Linked DNA regions of Mus musculus: regions 2 and 3 are each linked to region 1. Evidence: chromatin contacts called from public Hi-C and HiChIP or PLAC-seq data. All regions are on one chromosome and are shown on one strand. The core of a region is the stretch at or near the end of the contact, and the rest is flanking DNA. Distances in the headings are between cores, read along the strand shown. Region 1 has its middle 93 kb from the start of Gm34177. Region 2 has its middle 28 kb from the start of Gm33973. Region 3 has its middle 49 kb from the start of Gm39724.

The links. Hi-C and Micro-C count contacts between places; a contact is called where the count stands out from the background. HiChIP or PLAC-seq counts read pairs in DNA pulled down with a chosen protein or histone mark.
Region 2: a contact with region 1 is called in an H3K27ac HiChIP or PLAC-seq map of VIP interneurons, with 5 times the contacts expected there. The contact joins two enhancer-like sites. A contact is called at or near these places in 1 of 15 datasets of contacts at CTCF or cohesin (large pre-B cells), 1 of 484 Hi-C or Micro-C datasets (bone marrow-derived macrophages) and 2 of 115 datasets of contacts at active chromatin or transcription factors (VIP interneurons and embryonic stem cells).
Region 3: a Hi-C map of the C2C12 cell line shows a contact between it and region 1, with 3 times the contacts expected there. The contact joins two enhancer-like sites. A contact is called at or near these places in 4 of 39 promoter capture datasets (the C10 cell line, cranial neural crest, frontonasal cranial neural crest and 1 more), 1 of 15 datasets of contacts at CTCF or cohesin (the NIH/3T3 cell line), 5 of 484 Hi-C or Micro-C datasets (the C2C12 cell line, adipose-derived mesenchymal stem cells, bone marrow-derived macrophages and 2 more) and 2 of 115 datasets of contacts at active chromatin or transcription factors (T-cell acute lymphoblastic leukemia and embryonic stem cells).

The regions. Positions count from the first base shown.
Region 1 is chr1:184,233,986-184,237,838 of GRCm38.p6, reverse strand. No RefSeq gene overlaps it. Among named protein-coding and RNA genes, the nearest start is that of Gm34177, 93 kb to the left of the region's middle. Within about 2 kb of position 2,053, at least 58 of the 459 cell types and tissues checked have an H3K27ac peak or open chromatin away from gene starts, as enhancers often do. A contact at or near this core is called in the C2C12 cell line, VIP interneurons and pancreatic cancer cells, where this site is marked.
Region 2 is chr1:183,579,461-183,583,313 of GRCm38.p6, reverse strand. No RefSeq gene overlaps it. Among named protein-coding and RNA genes, the nearest start is that of Gm33973, 28 kb to the right of the region's middle. Within about 2 kb of position 1,948, at least 1 of the 459 cell types and tissues checked has an H3K27ac peak or open chromatin away from gene starts, as enhancers often do. A contact at or near this core is called in VIP interneurons, where this site is marked.
Region 3 is chr1:183,678,209-183,682,061 of GRCm38.p6, reverse strand. No RefSeq gene overlaps it. Among named protein-coding and RNA genes, the nearest start is that of Gm39724, 49 kb to the right of the region's middle. Within about 2 kb of position 1,946, at least 51 of the 459 cell types and tissues checked have an H3K27ac peak or open chromatin away from gene starts, as enhancers often do. A contact at or near this core is called in the C2C12 cell line and pancreatic cancer cells, where this site is marked.

The sequences.
Region 1 (3,853 bases), core at 804-3,303:
CTATCATGATGAGATGAGGTAGTAGTGAAAAAAGCCCAATAGGAAAGACAGGTGGCACACTTTTGGTTGTAGGTAGTGGCAGTAGGGGGGATGGGGGGAAGATAGACACACAGAGAGATGAGAAAGAGAGACAGAGAGAAAGAACCCATTAGCAATGTCAGGTTTTGTTTATTGTTTTCATCCCAATGGTAATAAATCAATTTTGGGTTTGTCATTTTAATTAGTCTTCTCCCATCAGGGAAGTCAGGGCTGCTAAGTCCTGATAGGGAGCTGAAAAATCACCTGGAAACAGGAGTCCAGAATGTGCCTCAGCCCCAGCCTCCACGTGCTGGTGGGCTCTGTGCATAGAATGGACTCTGCATGCAATAGGGTGGCAAGGGCAGAGCTGTGTCCTCCCAAATGGGCTCGGCACAAGAGTCACCTCAGACTGTGGATTAGGGTTGAGTGCGAAGCTATCGGGATGGGAGGGAGGCTGAGTGTGTCTTTTTTCTGTTGTGGGGAAAGGAGCGGGGAGGGATCAATCTCCAAAGACATGTCTATGCAGTCAGAAGTGAAACAGAGGAAATAAAAGTCAGGGGTCTGCTACCCTCAAGGGTGAGGACAAGGGAAACTCGGGAAGGAAGGAGAATTGAAGCGCTCTTCCTCGGTGTTTCTTTCTCTGCCTTCTGCTTATCCCGAGCAATCCCACTGGCTGTGACACTCTGGGAAGAGTCAAAGGCCTTTGCAACCGTGCAGTGTAGGTGCTCTGACTGAGCTGGTGCAGCAGCCAACCGCGATGTCAGTAAAGGGCTTGCTTGCCTTATAAGCATGAGGATTAAGTTCAACCCCTCAGAGCCCATATAAAAAGCCAGGCATGGTGGTGTCTGCCTGCGATGTCTGCTGGAGAGGAGACAGGCAGAGTCCTGGGGATTGAGGAGATAGAGACAGGCAGACCCTGGGGTTTGGGAAGGTGGAAGCAGGCAGAACCACAGGTTTCCAGCACCAGCCAACCTTACCTCCCTGATAAGTTCCAGGCCAGTGAGATGTCTCAAAACCAGGTGTATGACATCAGAGGAATGACAGTGAGATCTGACCTCTCCAGACCCACACTCACACTGTTGTCTTAGCTTAAAGACCTGAACAGTAACGGAAGTGACTGTGAGCCTTCCAAACCCAAGCCTTAACAGTCACTAAAATCTGCATTGTCCCCTCAGCAACATCTATAATGACCATTGGCTCCCTCCTGCTGCTCAGATTTGTCTCTAACAGGATGACACGTGCATTTCCTTAACAACGTGCTTCTCTTAGTTCTTGTATTTGCTGTGTGTCTGCGGAGAAATCGCTCGCGTCTCTGGGCTTCAGTTCTTTGAACACACTGGGAGTATATATCTAGCCTATTTGATTGGCATGATTATTTTGAGGATCTGATGGTGTGTTCTAGACCAAACAACACACGTTTTCTTCCATATGTGGGTTCTTCGTGTGGCAGGCACATAGAACCATATATGTACTGATGATGTGAAAGTGGAGGTGAAAGTCTTTGGGGAGCAGAGAGGGGTTCACAGGAGTGAGAAGGCAAGAAACACTGCAGGCAGCAGGTGTTGAATTGTCCCAGAGGTCCAGTTTCCTCATCTATGTGACTCCAGGGCTGGCTGCAGACATGCTGACCTCCCCCATCTCTGTCGGCACAGGGCACATGTCGGCCTACCCCTCCTTGTTCACTTCTGTGCATCCCTCTGACCATGGATTCTGACAGGACTGTATCTGGGTATCCATCCTTTTCCATTTCTCCTGTTGAACCAGGAAGTAGATTCTCCCCAGCTGGAAAGCGCTTCCTTTCTCTTTTCAGGAAGTGGCCTGAACTCAATCTCTTCACCCCTTTCACTCTCATGGCTAATTCTAGAAGGATCCTGAATGTGCGCACCTCCGTGGGGTAAAGGCGGTCCATAAGGACGCCCTTTAACTCCTCTGACTACCAGATTGTGGGCTCACTGGGGCCCCTGGCCTGCCTGACGGGTCCTTTCAACCTTCCTCCGAGGGCCAGTCTGTGACTGCACAGAAGAGGGCGCTCTTGTGCAGAGCCGGGACTGGCTTGCCGGGAGGAGTTTCCCGGTTCCTGTTAAGCCTGTGACCTCTGCTGAGGATATTAGATAAAAGGGATCATCACCACTGCCTGCATGTTCTGCAAAATGCAGACAAAACCCGCCAAACTGATAAAATGTTAGGGAACGCCTGGCGAGGCGGAAGGCTGCTCTCCCATCTTCCTGTCCTCCAATGGTCTGAGAGGATGCGGCCAGCTTTTATCAGCTTCCTCCCCTTCCAGCACGCTCACCTCTGTGAAAACCATCAAAGAATGGGGATAAAAACAGTCGTGTGTTTGTTCCAGAGTCTGAGGACTGCTCTCGCTGTTTTGGAAATTACTTACCAGGAACTCATTTTGTCAAACAGACATTTACTGAAAGCCGGGTGTTCAGCTTTTTGACACTTTCAGGAGCAGGCTTCAAGCTCCTTCCTTGCCTGGGCTCTGCTTCCCTCTCTAGTCTAGTTTCCCGATAATTGCCTGTGCGCTGGTTCTTCCCGCCTCCGGCTTTATTGTCACATTCCCATTTTGCTAGAATTATTTTTCTGGCTCCTTTTTTTATTATAATCTTCAGAGCTCAGCATAAATGTCATGTTCTCAAAGATTTTCCCGGGTGTATGCAGTATTCAGAGTTCCACGGATAGGGAAAACAAGAGGAAATGGACAGAGGGATGGAAGATAGACTGATAGACTTATATGATATTGGCATACATTCAAGATATATATGCTATATACAGATAAATTAGTATTGACATGTTCAAGATACATTGAGTGTATGTTCCAGGAATAATATGAAAATACACACACGGTAAAGAGATAGGTTATTTATTTGTGTCTCTTTCTCTCCATAAATGTGTGTGTGTGTGTGTGTGTGTGTGTGTGTGTGTGTGTGTGTGTTGTACTTACAGAGGCTAAATCCTAATGTACACAGGAGGCAAACTGGAAACCCTGGAGAACCGACGGTGTGCTTCTGGCCCAGCTGTTATTGTCTATTCTCATCAATATTCAGAGACTGATTTCCCAGCTGATTTCAAAGAGGCCGAGGGAAAGGGAAAAGGGGAGGGAGAGAGAGAGGAGAGGGAGAGGTAGGGAGGAGGGAGAGGGAGGGGGAGAGACAGACAGGGAGACAGAGACGGGGGGTGAGAAACAGAGAGACAGAGAGAGACAGAGAATGCTCCCTTCCCCAGCTTTTGTGTTCTGCTCAGACTGTCCATAGGTTGAATGAGGCTCTGCTCCATTTGTAATCTGTTAACTCATGCTAGTGATTCAGGCTCAGTTGTTAAAGGTGCTCCACGGTACAGTGGTGACCCGAGTTTGAGAGCCTAGACTGACATGGTGAAAGAAGAGAACTGACTCCTCTGGCCTTCATATACACACCAAATTAATAAGTTTCTCTCTCTATCCCCGGAGCTTAGGAAACCACAACTCTTCCAGTATACATTTGAACAAAATAAATACAGATTTTAAAGAGAAGGGAGAAGTAAAAGGCAAGCTTTATTTTGTTTGTTTGTTTGTTTGTTCTGATCTGTTCTGTTCTGCCTAAAGTGTTGAGGACCAAACCCAGTCCTCACATTTGCTAGACCAGTGATCTACCACTGAACTACACTCCCAGCCCTGGGTACTATTAATAGATGCTTATGACAATGTGAAGAACAATAGCCCTACTCTTTCTGGAAGTTAGGAAAGGCTTTGAAGTGAGGCATTAGAACCGTGGATGGCAAGCCCAGCAGACAATGGAGCACGATGGAATAGGAGCAAGATTTGAAGAACAGGCCAAACAGTGTGGGCTATTGT
Region 2 (3,853 bases), core at 699-3,198, 650 kb after region 1:
TCATACAACCATATTGTCATTAATTGAACATCCACTAGCCAGCCCTTGTCGTAGACAGGGAATAGAGGTGACATTAGAGGTGTTCACAGTGAGAGGAGTGGAAACCAAAGGGCCTACAAAAGAAGCTGTGTTCAGCAAGTTTACAACACGGCCACTAAGTAATCAGAGTTATATTAAGGACGGCCTTTGTTTCTTCTTCATCTCTAAGGGGGAAAAAAAACTAAAGCTTTCTTTACTGAAGAGCAGAGTTTCTCTCAACATCAGCACCACTGACAGTTTGAGTCCTGACGTTCTTCTCTGGGGGATGCTCTTGGGCATTGGGGGATATTTAGCTGTGCTATCAGCCTTTTCTCTCTCTCAGGCACACCCATCGCACTGCCCATGCACTGTATGTATCTCAGGATAGCTATGGATGAGCTCCAAAGCTTGGACACTCAATGCCAGTGGTATCCTCACCATTGTCCTTTGCAGTCATGGCTGAATGTCTCCAGAAGACAACACCTCCCCTGGTTGAAGACTACTGCCATAAAGTATCTTTTGTGTATACATTAAGGATAATTTTAACAGTAGAGACAAAATTCACAGGGATAGACTCATAGCACAACTGTGAAAGTTTGCAGTTAGGTGACAGGATTTGTTTTCCAATAAATCAATATTGTGACAACCTCATGTGTGCTTATAGATAAGGCTGTTAGGCCCTCACCTATGATGATCTGGTCAAGGTACCACCTAAAGGCAGGAAGATGGAAGAAAAGACATCTTCACACTCTCCTAGCTCCAGAAACTTGTGACTGATAAGTGGAAGGTGAGAGTAGCCTTCCTGGTTAAGTAACATGACTAGTGTTTCTATTCCTTACAGAGTTCCAAAGAAAAAAGAAAAACCAAGAGAGAGTGTGTGGAAAATAGAGAGTCAGGAGACAGAGAAGAACTAGGGAATGGAGTCAAGAGAGGAGGGAGATACAGGCAGAGAGATAGAAGACAGAGAGAAGCAGAGGGAGAGGGAGAAAGCAAGGGAGGGAGAAGGAAAGAGCCAGGGAGCCAATCCTAGGATGCAGCTTATGTAGAAGGAGCCAGAAGAAATGTGATGGGGAGGCTGGCAGGTGCACAAGAGGTGGACCATTGTCCAAAGCTCTGGACAAGCTCATGCTATTGCTCCATCAAATACTGCTCAAGTACCAGAGGTCACAGGCTAGAATGGGTCTCCTCTGTACTTTGCAGAGCTCAGGCTAAATGTCCAGTGCTCCTCCTTTGTGTGAGTTTGGCATGATCTACAGGACAAAGGTCTAAGTCTCTTCTTTCTCTCCACCAGCACATTTCAAAGTAAACCTAAGCCACCTGCTTCTGCCCTGTCCACTCTACAGCCGCAGCATCGTTGAAGGAGATTCAGTTACCACCCAGAAAACTGCATGAACATCTGATGTGCCTCTTCAACGAGTTCAGGTCTTCCGTGGGGTTATTTTGTGAGCTGGATTTGTTTTAAACAATAAAAGTCTGGTTTCTCTTGGGAAAGGGAATTGAAGTGATTCTAGATAATGAGCCAAAGAGATTCCAAGCCTGGCAGAGGCCTCAATTATCTGATGAACATCTCACATGAAGGAAATTGGGTGGAACAGATCTGACATTTGAGGACAGTGTTCAGCAATGTGTCCCTATCATCCCACTGGGTAACACAGATGGAATGAAGACAATGTGTTCTGCATTCATCTTTCTGATCGATTTGTCTCTTTGATGGCAGAGGAGGCAACTACTGAAACCATAACTGGTTTTTATTCAAAATAAAAAGCAGGTGGAGAAGGAAGGAAGCAGCAGATAGATAGCCTATGAAAACAGAGTTTGTCAAACTGAGATGAAGCTGGGTAAAGAGCTGTTTCCCCACTAGACCCCGGGACAGCAGCTGCCCATCTCGTTCACTACCCTGGCCTGTTCCATTTTGTTAGCTTGGCATATAATTCGTGTCCCGGAGTAAACATTCAAAAGGGATTCTTGCAGCTGGGGAGATGACTCTACAGCTTAGAGAGCTTGCTGAACAAGCGTGAGGACCTGAGTTTGAATCCCCAGCACCCATGTTAAAACCTAGGTGTGGCCTCACATCCCTGTATCCCAGAGCTGTGGGGAAAGACAAGATCACTGCGTCTTGCTGGCTGCCATCCTAGCTCCACTAAAGTAAGATACCTGTCTCCAAGGGCTGAGAGTGATGGAGGATGACACTTGGATCTCCTCTGGCATCCATGCATTTGTAGATGTGCACACTCAAACACATGCACAGACTTCACACACATACACACAAAAACATGAGGACAGGATCTCATGTGCTCCAGTGTATCTTCAAGCTCTTTGTGTACACAAAGATAACTCTGGGCTCCTGATCCTCCTGCCTCTGCCTAAAAGCTGCGATGAAGGTATAAACCAGCAGGCTCATCTGCCATATTTAAAGTTAATTTCCCAAAATTTAAAATAACTGTAAATGTCTTTCTGGTTCAATGGCCTATAGTAGTAACAAATTAAGAAAAGAGAAATAGCCTGTAAGATGCATTTGCCCAGAAGAAACGGAGTCCGCCTAACAAGGTCTTTAACCTCAAAACAATCACCAATTACTGTGAATGCTGCTGGAGAGTGATGCCAAGGTTGATTCGCAAGCATCAACACAATGGAAACAGGTAGAGCTACATGCATAGAACCTTGCATGTGTCGAACACAAATAGTATTGATACGTGAAGAAATTACTAGACAGCCAATTTCTAGGAGTCATACAACAAATGTCCATTCTGATTATTTAAGTTTTAATTGCTAAATATTCCGAATGCAAAGGCCAGCAAGCTAACTCAGAGGGTGAAGGTGCTTGCAACCAAGACTGAGGGCTAAATTCAATCCCAGGGAGAGTCACATGGTGTGGGAGGAGAGAACCAACACTTGTAACTTGTCCTCTGATTGCTACATGCATGCTTACACACACACACACACACACACACACACACACACACATGAATATATTATATATGGTGATTATATAATATATAGTTATTGTATATATCAAATAATCACTATATATATTTTAATATTAACCATCTAAACTATTGTTGAGATTAATGTCAATGGGGAAGACAACAACTAAAATAAATTAATTGAACTGTGATTTAAAAAAAAAACAAAAAAACAAAAATCCTGAAACTTCTATAGGTGTAATTAAGTAGGAAAAAGAGAAAAAGAAAAAAAAGTCCTCAGAGGGGGATCCAGGTGGAGATGCTGAACAAGGTGGCCTCCTGGAAGGAGAGAGATATCCAGCAGCACAAAGCCCCCCAAGTAGGATGCAGGCTCAGCACACTTAAGGATGAGAGAGAGACTAGTGGGCAGACTAAGCAAAGGGAAAGATGGAAGGCATGAAGCCCAGAACATCTCCCATGAGGGTATGAATAGACAGTGGGGACAGGGCAGACCTCTAACTCTGAAAACAAATGAAAAGCCACCGCAGCAGGAGTTTGCAGCAGGAGTCAGCAATGCGGATGCTGTACTCCACACCAGCCCCCTTGTTGCTTTTCTAAGTTACCCAGGCTGGCCTCGAACTCACTCTGCAGCCCAGATAGGCCTCAAGCTCCCTAACAGCTAGGATGGCAGGCCTGCAGCAGCCTGAACTGTGTCTCTAAAGGGGCATTTCGGGTGACAGGTTGCAAAGGAGATCTACAGGGCAAGAGGAAGTGATCCAACAGAAGACAACTGACTCTCCCTTCCCAGAAGCCACTATAATTGGTAAGTATCAATATTGACTGGGACTGGTAAGCCCCCCCCCCCCGCCATGCTTCAGTGATGATTGGCCTGATCATGTGCAGATTTTGTGAGATCATGAGAACAGCGGCAC
Region 3 (3,853 bases), core at 697-3,196, 560 kb after region 1:
TGCAGGCCTTGGCTGAGGAACTCAAACTGCCCAAAGAAGTCATCAGCTACTGGTTCTTCAAGCAGCGTCAAAGAGAGATGAGGCACAGGCAGTTTTTGAAGGGCTACAAGGGTTGGATAACACGCTGTCGTCACTACTGTACAACAAGAAGGACCACCAGGCAGAAGAACTCCGAGGAGTGCTCTCAGAATGACCCTGGACTCCCCGAAGCGTTGGAAGCCTTGAAGAGTCTCAAGCTCTCTTCTGGGTACCAAAGCAGAGATGCAATGTCACAGGATTTCTGACTTTTCAACTTCCTTGTTGGGGCAGGGGTCTGTTGGGATTTATGTCTATGGAAGAAGGTACATTAATAATAATGCTTGCATTCATAGAATCGATTAAAAAAATGAACCAAGCATTCAAGCACGTGAGTCTGTGGGGGCCATACCTATTCAAACCACCACACCAGCATAAAGTATAAACAAATGAAAGACTATAGAATATACACAGAAGCAAAAAAATTAAAATTAAAATTTTAAAAAAATTTTTTAAAAAGGACACTTAATACATTCTCCAGAAGTGGACAATAGACACCAGCAGGAAGACAGCTTTTTCTCTATAGCCAATGACTGACAGCATTTCAGTGCTAAAGATTATCCATCATTATCAAAGCTGCTGTGACAGAGCGGACCTTCGCCTGGGAGTCCAAAATGGAGTCCCTATTACTCTGTGATGAGCCTTGATTTTCATTTTATCTTTCTATTATACATCTATCCTCTTTCACTTAGAACAAAGAGATCTTCCACCTTCCATTTGCCTCACTAGCACCTAGGCCTGGCTTTGCATGTGTCTACTACAGCTGGGAGAAAGTGGTTTTCAAACCAGGACCGATGGCATTGTGTCCGGAGTCCACGGGAAACCCAGACAAGTCCAAGAATTGCAAAGTCCACTGCAACTCCCAAAAGAGTCTTTTATTGTTCCACATTGGAACTCGGATTGCCTGCCTCGAACTCACTGAGTGAATGCTGGCAAGCAACCCTGAGTTCAGAAAACACTGGGTTTATATACGGTATAGTTATGAATGTTCACAGAAAAGGGGAGTAAAGGGCTGTAATCATTTGGTGGAAAGGTACAGAAGTGGGAGGGGGTTAATGGGTGTCTGTTCAGGGACTAACTTCATAGCCAGTCATAACTGTCTCTGACCTGACCTCTGATTTCCCTTGAGCTTGTGATTTTTCTAAGGTCTCAAGGACAAGCACCCTGAAGAGTTCGGCTGTTTATCAAGAGTGTTGGAGACAAAAAGGCGGGGAGGATGTCTCAAGCTGTCCCCTCAAAATGTCTTCATTTAGGGGGAGTTTGATGGGTAGTGCCATTCTAACAATAGGGGAGGGGCCAAGGAGGAGTAGGCTTGCTGCAGGGGTGGGATGGTGGTGGTGGTGGCAGGGAACACAGAGGCAAACTGTACACACACTCAAGTCTCTCTAGTATCATTAATTTGGGGGTTACAACAATGGCAAGTTGGTGGCATGAAGGGAATCTGCACTTTGGGATGGGACCACTTTTTGTGCAGATGTTTCTATAACCCCAGACTCTCTACAGGACACTGCATGAGGGTAAGGTGGGAAAGCAGATCTCTTCTAAAGGAAACAGTTTTGTCTGTCAATCCCAGTTAAGATCGTTTCTGAGGCCTGCACTGCAGTTCTGTTTACTCTTCCCATGTATAAAATAGCTTTAATTTGAAATTACAAGTAAGAACACAAACCACAGGAATGTAGCACAGGCATTGTCACGCTTAGGAGGTAAGTAGAAAGACAGCCAGGAAGAATCCCGAGTCACCAAGCTCCAGTGAAATCAAAACGAAGTTGGGTGCGAGAGAGCGCTAGAAAAAACGTTAAGATTTCCTGCAAGTGGCTCCTCCTCACACCACACCACCAAATACTTAAGCTGTGATGCAAGCTGATAACATTTGGCACTCGCAGGGGTTTCTCAGTTTTGCAGTTTCCATGCAAACTCTGATTAATCCTGACAGTGCTCCTCAGAGAGCTGCTGGCCTGGAGCCAGACGAAGTGTGCGCGCCCTCACGTTGATTGCATAAGTTCACACAACAACCAATCCTTCTCTCCACAATTTCCCATCATCCATGGCTTAAATTCTCATGACAGATTTTAGGCAAACTCGCCTCTTCAAACTGTCCCTCTGTTCAAACTGTCTCCAGCCCCAACCCCAGGATCATGTCTCCCCTCGGAGTTCACTGGCTTCGGTTTTATATTCAAACATATTCCAGGATTCCCATCTGAGCCCGAAGAAAGTTTAATGGTCCCTGACTCCAACATTCTCCTGTGTGGGCATAAACCTCCATTTGTGTTCATAGAGTGATAGTACAACTACCCATCCTTCATCGCCTTTCCCTCCCTCAAAATAAGAAAATTGAGGCAAAACCAAACACTCAAAAAAAAAAAAAAAAAAAACTATTTGTTCACTAAAAGAAAAAATAGGAAACTCAGGAGACCTAAAACACAGCTCTGTCTCACTGTCACTGTGACTGGGATGAAGCACCCTGACAAATAGGGAAGATTTGTGTCTTACAACTTCAGGTTACTGTTTATCATTGAAGTTAGGGAGGCAGGAGCTTGAGATAGCCAGTCATGTCATATATACGGCAAAGACCAGGGAAAACTAGACACAGTCACACTGCCAGCTTGCTCTATTCAGCTAGCTTTCTTTACTTGTACAGTCCAGCCTATAAATGATGCCACCTCCACTTAGGGTGTTCCTTCCCAAACTTTGCTAACCAAAGCAATCAAGATAACCCCCCAGAGACATGCCCACGGGCCAATCTGATCAAGGCAATTTCTCCTTCAGGCTCCCTTCCCACGTGCTTCTAGGTTGTGACATGTTGATGTTTTTTTTGGTTTTTTTTTTTTTTTTTGGTTTTTTTTTTTATTACGTATTTTCCTCAATTACATTTCCAATGCTATCCCAAAAGTCCCCCATACCCTCCCCCCCCCCCACTTCCCTACCCACTCATTCCCATATTTTGGCCCTGGCATTCCCCTGTACTGGGGCATATAAAGTTTGTGTGTCCAATGGGCCTCTCTTTCCAGTGATGGCCGACTAGGCCATCTTTTGATACATATGCAGCTAGAGTCAAGAGCTCTGGGGTACTGGTTAGTTCATAATGTTGTTGCACCTACAGGGTTGCAGATCTCTTTAGCTCCTTAGATACTTTCTCTAGCTCCTCCATTGGGGGCCCTGTGATCCATCCAATAGCTGACTGTGAGCATCCACTTGTCCCACCATTCCTCAAGGAAAGTTTAAAACTCAAGTGAGGTGTCCTTATTTGTAAAACACTAGACCATCTATGTTTAAATATATAAGTCAGATCTTCTATCACCACTTACTAACAAAGAGAAAGATAAATGCGTAGTTGTATTAAATCACTGGTGAGGGAGGGAAGGTGCCTAGTGAGTAAGAGCTATCGGTGTACAAGCATGAGAACATGAGTTCAAATCCCCAGCACTCAGGTAAAGAGTTGGTCACAGCCATACATACCTACAACCCCAGCAGTATCAGGGGCAGAAATAAGAAAATCAGTGAATCTCGCAGACTCCCAGCCAAGTTAAGTGGAAGAGCCTGTCTCAAAAGGAATAGAGTGAGAGGTATCAGAAGAAGACACCTGACACACTGTCCTCTAGCCTCTACAAGGAGGCCATGTAAGTATTCCCACACACATATAACACACACACACAAACAAACACACACACACGTACATATAACATACATACACACACAGGTACATATAACACACATACACACACACACATGTACATATAACACACACAAACACATACATGTACATATAACACACATACAC